2 separate regions of the Mus musculus genome follow, and region 2 is linked to region 1. A link is a contact called in public ChIA-PET data. All regions are on one chromosome and are shown on one strand. Each heading gives the region's core, a stretch centred on a gene start, on an enhancer-like site or on the middle of the called end of the contact. The rest is flanking DNA. Distances are from core to core; before and after follow the strand shown.

Region 1 (6,331 bases), core at 1,656-4,155:
TTTTTAAGAGTTTATCTCGAGTATTATCTTATCCCCACTTTCACCATTTGCCTTGGCTTCTTTGCTGAGGTTTACTATTCTTAGATTCTTTGGATTTCTTGGTTCTTCAGTGTCTCAGGGTTTCTATTGCTGGGATGAAACACCAATGACCAAAAGCAACTTGGGGAGGAAAAGGTTTTATACTCCCAGGTAACAGCCTATCACTGAAGGAAGTCAGGGCAGGAAGTCAAGAGGGCAGGAATGTGGAACCATGAACTGAAGCAGACACCATGGAGGTACGCTGCTTACTGGCTTGCTTTCATGGTTTGCTTAGCCTTCTTATAGGATCTACAACCACTCACCAAGGGGTGGTGGCAACATCCCCATTGAACCCTCCCAAACCAATCAGCAGCCAAGAAAATGCAGCCATAGATTTGCCTACAGGCCAACCTTATGGAGGCAGTTTCTCAATTATGATTCATTCTTTCTAGTTACATCTCGGTCCTTGTCAAGTTGGGAAAAAAAAGCACTTTTGGATTTCTAGTTTTTATCAAATTTTATAAGTTTTAGACTTCACTCTTTCAAGTTTTTTGTTGTTCCTAACTCCTCCTTAAATTCCTGTTACATGGATGTTAATGTTATCATCACTGTTACTGTCCCATATCTCAGTGATGCTTACATTTTTGGTCTTTTTGGATTTTTAAGCTTTATATTCTAATTCACTGATGTTTTCTTTATGGTATCTACTCAGGTACACACCTCTGAGGAGTGTTTTATATTTAGTATATATTTGGCCTACAGACATTTCTTAGTATTCTCATATTTTCATGCTCCCTCTTTATCATGCCCAATTTTTGCATAACATTTTTTAAACATACAGGTAATATAGACAATAAGTGTTTTAGAGTCCCTGTCTGCTACCTGAAGCATCTTGGCCTATTCCTTTTTCTAGTCATTAACTTCTTTCTACAGTCCTGACCTTGTTGTATTTCTTAAAACAACCTTAGCAATCATGCTGTTGTTCAGTTTGGGCACAGTTGAGTTGCTTGGAGGCAGCTGGATCTTATCAGAAGTTATTAATCTAGAGATATCTTACTCCCATTACCAAAATAGTGGCCCTCTGAGGATTTGACCTCATGGTTATTGAACTATGAAATATTTCCCTTCTTGGCCTTGGGATCATAAATGAATGTCAGCTCTGTGTGTTTCCCAAGGGTTTTGTAACTCATCTCTTATCCTCTCACTCCTTGGACTCAGAAGCTGTCTGTTATAAATGTTCACATCGGACCTCAACCTGTGCCTAAAGGGGACCCTTCTGTGTATCTGAAGAGCTCTTGTCTTTCTTTGTTCAGCTTTCTTTATTCTGGTATCCACTTCTTCAATCCTAGCTTCCTGGCTTCTCTAAACATCTGCCTCCATTTCCTCAACTCATCTGGAAAGGCAAGCCTTGCATGATTCGCTACCAGCTTCCCCAAAGCAGCCTACTGTCATGAGCACCAGGCTTAGAGGTAAAGAACGTATCCAGTACTTAGCACTCATGTTCTAGGACCCCAGGCAAAATGGGATAGCAAGGATGGTCACCCCTTTATATCACCTCATGATTTTCCTTTATTGTAGGGAATCGCAGAACTGTATTCTGGTTCAAAATGTGAAATTTATATGTGTGTGTGCACATGTGCATGCATTTGTATAAAGTGTGTATGTGTGTAATTTTCTTTCATTTTTATAATTATGACAATTATTAGAGGTGTAACTACATTTTGACCAAAATATAAGTACCCTGTTTTGTTTTTAAAGTTAATTATTCTGTGTGGGATATAAATTGTATAAGACAAGAGTAAAAGTATAGGGATCAAACATTGAATTCTATTACTATTCTCTTAGATGACGGTGGCCCAAATATCGAGTCTTATATGGGGACAAAATATTTGAAAAATACATTGACCGAGTCAAGGTCCATAAGGCTACTTCCAATACTTTATACCATAAATGTTCCCAGAATCCAACAGTTAAGGGACTTGATCACTCTCAGGCTGCTGTTGGAAAGTGATGGAACATTTAAGAACTGGGTCCCGCACTCTGGTATGATGGTATGTGCCTAGAATTGCAGCCCTTGGGAGGCTGATGAAGGGTGATTGTGGGGTTGAGGTCTCCCCCATAAGTTTTAAGCCTGGCTGGAATGAAGAACCAAAATTAGAGAAATAGTGATGAGATGTGTTAGGTAGTGTGTAGGTGAGTGTGGGTGTGACTGCCCAGAGGGAAAATCAGTCGTATTCTCTTCTTCTTCCTTTTGTCTTCAAGCACTGGGGTGTAGGGGTGGCTCTGATGCTGTCCTGTTCCCCAGTTAGTTCTTGATCTGTCAGTAAAGAAGCCATAGGTCAATTGCTGGGTGGAAGGAATAGGCAGGAATTCCAGGTCCCTGGAGGAAGAGAGATAGACACAAGGGAGGAGAGTTAGCCAGGCTTCTGATGGATTAAAGTTGACCAGACATGAGATCTCAAAACGAAGAGACCATACAGGCTGCTCCTACAAGATGTAACTGAGCAACTAAGTTTAGGACAGAGATAAGAATATTGATAAGGAGCTGGGCTTGGTGGTGCACACCTTTAATCCCAGCACTTGGGAGGCAGAGGCAGGTGGATTTCTGAGTTCGAGGCCAGCCTGGTCTACAAAGTGAGTCCAGGACAGCCAGGGCTGTACAGAGAAACCCTGTCTCAAAACAAACAAACAAACAAACAAACAAACACTATTGATAAGGGCATGTTTTTCCAGGCGAGAGACAGTAGCACCCAGCAATTGTGTCCAAAGGCAAGTTGAAAATGAGCAACAGATTTGTGTGTGTTATTTTTCTGTGGAGTCAAGGGAAGCTGGGTGGGGCCTGTTCCCAGAACATAGGCAGGGTAGCAACAGCTACACACACAGCACTGGGGTTAGTGGTTTTCCTGTTGCCTGTCTACTGTGATTGGCTGCCTCACCTCAGGCCCCAGAGCAACATGGACAATTGGTCATGAACTTGAATCTCCAATACTGGATCAAGATGCTCATTATTCTTCTTTCAGATGCTGACTACCTCAGACATTGGTTAAAGTGAGAGAAGGCTGACTAACATCCTATTCAAGTGCTGTTTATAGATTGACTCACTCTTTTTTGAGGATCTTATTATGCACTCTGGCTGGCCTGACATTTGCTGGCCTTAAACTAACAGATATCCCTTTGCCTCCTAAGCTTTGGGACTGAAGACATGTGCCAATACTCTCTTAGTTCAATTTTAATAGTTCAATAGTTATGAACTTAACTGCTCTGCCATAATCAAGCTTATAATTTTAGGCTTTGTACATGGGCACACCTAAGGACCACATCAGTGGGATAGAAAAATCCAGTAGCTGGGGAGAATCTTGGAATAATTAAGTCAACTGCTTACAGAGGGAGTGGAGTAAGGGATTACATTTTGGGTCCCAAAGGATGGACAACCACAGTGTCCCCATGAAATGGAAGTTCTTACTGACCCTATGGTAACCAGTGCAGAAGAAGATACTATTTATGAATCTACGCTCAGGCTTATTTTTACATCTGATATTATCATAACTACTCAATCATGCTCAAAAATCACTTCATTATATAGGAAGCCGGACATTATTACAGCACACCACTGTTTTAATCAGAGTTCTGTGGGTTAAGGCATGTTTTACTGCTTATTCCAGGATGACTGACTATGGACCTGCTTATTGGGTCTAGAGGGCAGTGATGACATACAGGACTCCCAGATCAGTATAGCTTTGAACTTGTATTCCTTGAGGTTGAGGAATTCCTATCAGGTAACATAGATCTCTTCCTTTACCCCCAAGAAAGAGACACGATCTTGTCCTGTTTTGAAGGGAGTGTGCACACGTGTGTATGTTAGAATGCATGTATGTTAGACTAATGAAGAAGATCAATGCCCTAAATCAGCTCATCATTAATCAACAACATAGAAAGAACTTTGGAAAATATCTACCAGGAAGTCTAAACAAATCCACTCAGCTGATACCAGATCTTTTCTGAGCAGGAAGAGAGAGAAAAGTGTGGTGATTTGAGGTCTGGTTTAGGAAGAGGTATCAGATCCAAGGGAAAAGGAGAGCAGAGATGGGTATCTTCAGACCTTTATCAAGGGCTTCCATAACTCATTTACAACTGACGAAGAATAGAGAGAACAGCAACAGAAGTATTGTTTTTAATATTCTAGTTGGGAATGCTAAAAGAAAACACAAAACAAAACACAAAACAAACAAACACACATACAAACCCATGCACATCTAAAACACATCTCTATTAAAAGTCAACATCTTCCTCAGATCATTTTTCAGTCTGTTTGTGAAATAAATGGTCTCACAGTGCCCAAAATTTGGGGAATGGCATAGAAAAAATCTCTCTGAAGAAAATTCCAAACTAAGAATATAGGATTGCAATAAGCAACTCATGAGTCTGCAGGTTCTTTCAGGGAAAGAAGTCATTTAATAGATGAAGTTAATAGCTAACACGTATCTTCCATGCCAGTACATAGTAAATGTTAACAGTTGTGAGTTCAGTAAAAACCTACACTTTTGAGGGAAAATAATATTCTGTGGACAAATGAGTTTGAAAATATGCCTGATATCACATCTTGTGGATCCACAATTTAGATTATCCTTTTGAAGGCTTTGAGAAGGTCTACAGAAAACATATTTTTTGATTAAATAAATTTCTTCCATACTGTCTTTGCCCATGAAGCTGTTTTATAGGGAGTATTGGTATCCTGCATTACACTGTAAAAACCCAAGGTATCCGTGAGGACCCAGAACACATTCCAGTGACCAGGATTTTAAAAGATGACTGTGATGCCATAGTGCACTCTTGTAAAATTGCATCCACACTACAGAATCATGTTATCTACCTTAGAGTGTCTAATGTTGCAATGAAACACCATGATCAAAAAGCAAGTTGGGGAGGAAAGGCTTTATTCAGCTTACACTTCCATTATTACTGTTCATCATCATGGAAGTCAGAACAGAAACTCAAACAAGACTGGAACCTCGAGGCAAGAGATGATGCAGAGGCTATGGGTGAGTGCTGCTATACTGCTAGGGAAATGTTAGTCTCCCCAACCCCCAAATGGAACTGATCTGATACAACTCATAGCAGGGTCTTTATTCTATCTGAGCTAGCTCAGACCCTTCCAATGCACCACCATCACCCAGGACAGTTTTGGTGGTGGAGGAACCCCAAATATCTATGGGGCAAAGCAGCAAGCCAGGAGTAAGTGTGCAAGCATCTAACTGGAAAGCTACTGTAGCCTTTACATAATTGGCTGGTGCTAGGAGTCTTATCATAAACTTAATTTTTGTCTGCCTCTGTATTGGTGGCCATTAGTCTCATAATCTGGAGGTGCAGATCTGTTGAGGTTGAGGGGAATAACCTGGAGATGCTGGTCTTGTTGAGGTTGTAACCTGGAGACACTATTCTTGTTGGGGACTAGCCTAGAGACTGGAGCTAGGCTTGAGTTTTGTTGGGGGATAACTAGGAAACTAATGCTGGTACCAGCCTGTTAGTTTACCTGAGTTAGGCCAGGTTCTCTAAAATGGAGTCTGAACTTAAAAGATTTGACCTCTCACTGCTTACTTGTTTGCTCTCCATTGCTGGCTTAGCCTGCTTTCTTAAGAACCCAGGGCTACCAGACCAGGGATAAGACCGTCCACCATGGGCTGGGCCTTCCCCCATCAATTAATAGAGAAAATGCCTTATATTTGGATCCTATGGAGCCATTTTCTCCATTAAGGTTCAGGTAACTGTAGCTTGTGTCAAGTTGACAGAGTAGCCAGCACACTAGTCAAGATAAATTGATTTGCTCTATGAGTTAGTCTGTGTAGGTTACAACTAGAAAGAGCAGCTTGCTTTTGCTCCTACAGATATGATATTTGAGTTATTTACCACTTGTTCATTTTCTTTTGCTGTGACAAAATACGACCCAAAGCATCTTACAAAAAGAAGAGTTTATAACAGCTTATGGTTGCATAGGGGCAGACATGGTGGTTGGAACAGGAAGCTTAGAGATCGCAGCTCAGCCATTTACAGGAAGCAAAGAGTGTGAAGTGGAAGTGAGGTAAGGCTATAAACTCTCAAAGCCCAAGCCCAGGGATGGACTTCCTCTAATCGGGCTTCAGTTCTAAAAGTGCTGCAGTCTCCTAAAGTAGCGATGCTGACTGCAGACCACATATTTAAACACAGGGGCTCTTGGGTCACGTCTCTCACCACCAAACTGAAACTGAACTCCTAGGATCCACTCATAAAGCAAACACAGACAGACAAATAAACAACCCAAAACAGAACAACCCCGAAC
Region 2 (6,331 bases), core at 1,840-4,339, 460 kb after region 1:
AGCTAGAGTGTCTGACGGACCCTCCCCGCACCCTCTACTTCCTCCACAAAAACCTTACATAATATCCTTAATCATTTGCAGCATAAATAGTATTTACTCTCATTATGTCTGGCCTGTAAAACTTTAACAAGTTGACACAAAAATAAATGGAAAAAAACCAATGTATGGCCAAGAGCCAGAGCAACCAGAGATCACATATGGTGAGCTGTTAGAAACAGAACAGGGACTAAAATTTACTACTATTGTTTTGCGAAAGGCTGTAGTGAAATTGGGGAATAAAATATCATCAACAGCTAAAGAATTCCCTTAGAAAGATGTGTACTCTATGAGAAATCACACAGTGCTGGTGAAAACCATGGTAAAGGGGGCTGACTTGGTAGAATTATAAGTAGAGTTCACATAGACCAGAGGATTTCTGGGCTTTATAGTAGGTTGATAAAAGTTGGGGAAAATGAAACACAAGAAGAAAGAACAAAGTAAAAATAAAATAAAGAGCAGGGAATGGCCATAGGATAACATCAAATGGTCTAGGAAATGCAATAGGAATAACAAACAGAAGGCTATAGTGCAGGGGACAGCTACGTGTGCAATGTAAGAGCAAAGAGACTTCTCTCACCTAAAGTTACATAAACTGACAGCATTGTTAACCTCCAAAGGATAAGAAGCAAGTGCAGAATTCTTGATACAGAAGTTATCATTCAACAACCAAGTGCAAATAAGAACTTTCCAAGCAAACAAAAAAACGAAGTCCTTTACTTGGTTTACAAAAAAATATTGAAGGAAGTTCTTCATGGAGAAGGTGATGAAACACACACGCCAGGAAAACCTGGATCTCTAGACACATGAAGATGACTCATATGCCTAGATAATCACAAATAGTAGTAGTCTGGCCCACTCAGTGCATAGAACTTGTGTGATATCTAACAGCACAAAGTGTACAGTTCAAAGCTTGCACCAACTGTTAGCCTAGACAGATGCTAATTAAATATGGATTTGATACTTTAAAGGAGTGCATTGTAAACTTTACCTCCACTGCAGACACGTTTGTGAAGACTTTAAGCAACAGTAACACTAGTCACCTCTGGCTTCTGAGGACCCCCCTCTGCCCGCAGCCAATTTTGGTGAGACATATTCATTTTTAAGAGAACAGCAACACATATGAATATTTGTAAGTATACTACAGGAATTTCTTGAATCTGTTCAATTTAATTAAAAATTTTAAATTAGATCACAGAGTAACAGATTTCTTTGTGGCATTTTCAGGCATACTTTATCAATTTAGATTCATTTTGATTTCTCCCCAACCCCCAGACTATCTCCCCATTGCTGTCTTTTCATATGCTTTCATCGACAGTATTCTCCCTTCTCATGTATTATTTATTGTGTTGTATTTCTTCTTTACCATATACCTTTAAACCCCATTATCCATCTCTACTTTAAACAATATAACAATGGCAGGAACCACAATATCATTCCTTTTAACTTATGTAAAAAGCCTCAAATTGGAATTACTATTTTCTTTGGGTCTAATAAATCCATCCTTGATAATTTCATACTATAGACAGATTATTGAAAGGGAATATACATTTTTTAACCGTGAAACTCTGTATACCTGAGATACAGACTTACAATTTGCATAAAAATAGGCCAAATCCCACAATGGTGTTATACTAAAACACCCTGCTTATCTATATTTGAAGAAAATTGATTTGAACATGAAACTTGCAAGGCACAAATGTCACCTGGAAAGCCCCTTCCCAATAACACACACAGATTTCATCTGCAGAGTACACATTATACCACCTGAGCCAGGAAATAAATGAATGTGTTTAATAACATGATCTATCAGACAGTAGAAAAGCCACAAGCTTATCCCAATAATAACATATAGAATCAACATAAAATTAGATGTGATTACAGTTCAGAGAGAGGAAAACAGTTCTGAAATAAAGATTTCACTTGGTTTCTCTATGTTCATAGTCCTTGTGTCTCAATTCTGAGAAAGTGAACATGAAAAGCATGGCAAAATCTGGCCACTAATTATATAATACACACTCAGTTATTCACGGGCTTTGTGATGGCTTGTTGTTTTCATGGCCAACACGAAACCTCCAGCTTAAACACATTTTGTGTTAGGCTGAAATCGAATGTAGGCTTGTTCAAGTTGCTTAACATCCTTGAACTTCTTCATCAAACTGGTAGAATTCTTAAAGAGTTTTCCGCGTATAAAAAAAAATACAGGTGGAATGTGTGGCTTGGTGTTTGATGTGCAGCACATGACAGGGAGATGGATATTATTATCATGATGGGAGAAATAACGACAACTAAGAGTCTAGAGAACTTAGTGGTGCTCTTCATTAAGTAGCTGACTGTTACCTTAGGTACTGTGGTCTCTGGGCTACAGCTTCCTCATCTTTGAACTGTCGAAGGTGGAATCATCAAGGTGAGATGTTTCTCCTTTGGGTTGTCTGAGAAAGGCTCTCAATCTGGAGCTGAGGGGTTTTGATCTGGTGATTATTTTGCTTCCACCTCCTGAATGTTGGGATTGTAAGAATGCACCACCAACCATGATTAATTCAAGTGCCTTTATAGTAATCAAATTGTCTGTCTAGATTTTGTTTCTTGTTGTTGGAATAAAACATTCTGTCTGAACAACTTAAGGGAGCAAAGGTCTATTTAGCTTAAAGTTTCAAGTCCCAGATCATCGTTTTGGGGAAGTCAAGGTGTGAACTTGAAGCTGCTCGTCACCCCCACAGTCAATAGCACAGAGAGAATGGATGCTCAGGGAACGATGTGCTTCTCTTTTAGGTTGGGTATTTTCCTATCCCTTGATACATAATTCAATCCTCAGGGTTATGCCCATAAGCCCAGGTCACTTAGACAATTCCTCACTGAGACACATCCCCAGTGACTCTAGGTTGTGTCAAGGTGACAGTTAAGAACTAACCACTGCATTCTCTTGTGTGAATGGAATCTTAGGCAAAATGCTGCTGTTTGAAAGCCATGCAAACAGAGCCGCTGAGTTGGTTAAAGTCGTAAAGTTAGAGCTTGATTACTTGTAACCACTTCCTGCGCCTGCCTGTGGCACCACAGAGCGTTAGGCAGGTGATTACAAGACACTTGAGAAGGTTTCCTGTATAATGCTGTTTGAACTGTGTATTGAGCTGGTGAGCTTTTGTTCAATGATTTATTCGCCAGTTCCAGAAAGGGACAGATGAATCTTCATAAGACTGTAACAGATGTGAACTATCAATTTTACTGGTTTAATAAATTTAATGACTGTATTAGGGTTTTGTGTTTTTGTTTTTGTGACAACTTGTGGAAGAATTTATTTTGGTTTATGGTTCCGGGGGGTTTAAGAATGGACCATGGTAGGAAGGTTTATCAGTAAGAGGCAGACATGTCAGTCAGCAGAAGCAGGAAGCTGAGAAATCCTATCTTTAAGCCCAAACATGAACTAGAGAGAACAGGCTGTAAGTGGCTCTGAGCTCTCAAACCTTACCCTCAGTGATATCCTTCATTCAGAAGGACTCCCCCTAAAGAGGGTTATATAGCCTTCCCCAACACTGATACCAGCTGCAAACTAAGTATTCAAATACTTGAGTCTATGGGAGACATTCTTAAATTCATACCACTCTGGTAACTCAATCAATTGTTCAGCACTCATAGTATCAAAGACTAAATCAATGTCCCATAATTGTTGTGTATATAGAGAAATTTTTAGTTATACCCTATACAATTATATAATTATCATAACTAGAAATATTTGAATATATATGTCTATATATATATATGTATATATATGGATGACCTGCCATTTCCTTTTCATGTGGATGATGTCATCAAATTCATATCCACCAAAAAAAGAACTCTCAGATAATCTTGTTGATAATTACTACTTTTGGGGGGAGATCCTTAATTCTTAATTGGGTTTAAAATAGTAATGTATACTGTGGGTTCTGATGTCAGTTTATCTTCAAATATCCCTTTGAGGGTGGTGCCTTTATTCTCATTTAATAGGTTTGGAAAATGTAGCTCATATTTGAGAAAGCTACTTGGAGTCACATGGTGTTTAAATATCGAAGCCCAGGTTTCCTGATTGCACTCCAGGGCGCTTTCCACGAGTGACAGGGGCAAGAGGACAATGTGCAGCCTTATCTTTTTCGAATGTGCTCTTCCTGATTTGCTGAGAGTTTTAAGCAGTTCAGAGAACTGCTCTGAACCATGCAATGACATACAGTCAATAAGCATTCAGGGCACTCTGAATTGTTCAGAGGCATAAATGGGTAAATACTCTTCACATTTTAAATGATAGTGAAAACATTTGCATTCTGATATTAATATTTATTGATTTTTTTTGAGGTTCAGTGAATAGTTTTCATGATAATTCCTCAATCTTCAGAGAAAACCTGCATTCATAAATAACAAATTATGTCATTACCCACATCTGCTCTCATTTTCTATAGGCTTCAAAATCTCTATTCATCACGGGAGCCAAAAGAAGTGGGTACCCACCGGTTTCTCCATCAAATTCTGGCCCATCTTCCTGCACATAATTCTTATTTGAGAATGCAATGCTTATTCAAAATAAATACGGGACATACTAAACTATGTGATTAACATGCAATGAGTCTCAGATTCCATTTACTTATGGAAATCGAGTCAAATCTAACATGCTAGCAACACTATTGTGAGGTCAGCTTCCTGATGAGGCCATTGGATCTGCAGGAGTTACCACTCTGATACCACATTAGCACATCATTAGCTTGAACCGTGCCACAGCAGTATGAAAATTAGGCATTTTCATTTTTCAAAAGAGACAATAGCAACTTTCCCTGCTTCTTACATTCATTTTTAAAGATGAGACTGTTGATGGAAGATGCATGAAATGAAGTAATATTTGAAATTATTAACAAGGAGCTTTCTCAGAAGATGCATGCCTTTGGAAACTAAATTTAAGGTGTGTATATATATTTTAAAAGATGAGCTCTATTATGCTAAATTTCTGATATACTTTTGTTAGCTGGTTTTTTTTTGAAGTAAGATAGGTCAGAAATAATCATACAAAGACATTTTATAGATTAAAGTTACTCACTGAAGCCATATTTTAAAACATCGAATGAGGGAATGTAAAAGCCCTTCATTTATTAGCAGCTGGTAAAATTCTCTTTCTAAAGGCTGGCATGCATATTTTATTTTACTTTTACGATAATTTTGAGCTGTATAATATTTTGTAACTCTAAACACACTAGAACACATATTAGCAGTCTTTAACATATCAACTATGAATGGCCAGAACAAATATTTTGTATCTTCATCTTATAAATTAAGAAACTGGATTTTGCTTGGCATGGTGGTACGCACCTTTAATCCCAGCACTTGGGAGGCAGAGGCAGGCGGATTTCTGAGTTCGAGGCCAACCTGGTCTACAGAGTGAGTTCGAGGACAGCCAGGGCTACACAGAGAAACCCTTTCTCGAAAAACCAAAAAAAAAAAAAAGAAGAAGAAGAAGAAACTGGATTTTAGTTTTTCCTAGAATCCATAAATCTATTACTCTTAATTTTTGAAATGAATATTTTAATGATATGCAGCGCATTAACCATATTTTACAAACCCCTAGTTACAAAAACTTGTTGATTTACCAAAAGGAGAAACTTGTGCTCGGTTGGTGTTTACTTTGCCTCTCTTAACCTCAGACAAGTTTTTTATTGCTATTTTATTTTGTTTTTTTCTATTTCTTTTTAGTTAGATATTTTCTTTATTTACATTTCAAATGTTATCCCCTTTCCTAGTTTGCCCTCCGAAAGTCCCCTATACCCTTCTCACTCCCAATGAAGGGAGGTAGAGAAAGTACCCAAGGAGCTGAAGGGGCTTGCAGCTCCATAGGAAGAACATCAATATGAGTTAACCAGTACCCCCAGGGCTCCCTGGAACTAAACCACCAATCACAGAAAACACATGGTGGAACTTGTGGCTCTAGCTGTATATGTAAGCAGAGGATGGCCTCTTAGGTCATCAATGGGAGGAGAGGCCCTTGGTCCTGTGAAGGTTCTATGCCCCAGTATAGGGGAATGCCAGGACCAGGAATGAGAGTGGGTGGGTTGGGGAACAGGGGGAGGGGGAGGGGATGGGGGAGTTCCAGAGGCGAAACCAGGAAAGGGGATAATATTTGAAATACACACAAAGAAAATATCTAATTAAAAAAAAGAAAAATACTCTTATCTTTTTACAATAGGACATTGGAAGAACTCGCTGCTCAAAGCCACAATTGCTACATTTAACAAACTTGGAGTAATCACCATTTCTTACAAAAAGAAAACTGAGACAATTC

What was found. ChIA-PET counts read pairs in DNA pulled down with a chosen protein or histone mark.
Region 2: a contact with region 1 is called in an RNA polymerase II ChIA-PET map of effector CD8 T cells, with 8 read pairs. The contact joins two enhancer-like sites. A contact is called at or near these places in 3 of 115 datasets of contacts at active chromatin or transcription factors (bone marrow-derived dendritic cells, effector CD8 T cells and large pre-B cells).

What each region holds. Positions count from the first base shown.
Region 1 is chr10:96,322,561-96,328,891 of GRCm38.p6, forward strand. All of the region lies in intron 2 of Gm33782 (a long non-coding RNA gene), which reads left to right. Among named protein-coding and RNA genes, the nearest start is that of Gm33782, 17 kb to the left of the region's middle. Within about 2 kb of position 2,906, at least 30 of the 459 cell types and tissues checked have an H3K27ac peak or open chromatin away from gene starts, as enhancers often do. A contact at or near this core is called in effector CD8 T cells, where this site is marked.
Region 2 is chr10:96,784,327-96,790,657 of GRCm38.p6, forward strand. No RefSeq gene overlaps it. Among named protein-coding and RNA genes, the nearest start is that of Gm33897, 72 kb to the left of the region's middle. Within about 2 kb of position 3,090, at least 51 of the 459 cell types and tissues checked have an H3K27ac peak or open chromatin away from gene starts, as enhancers often do. A contact at or near this core is called in effector CD8 T cells, where this site is marked.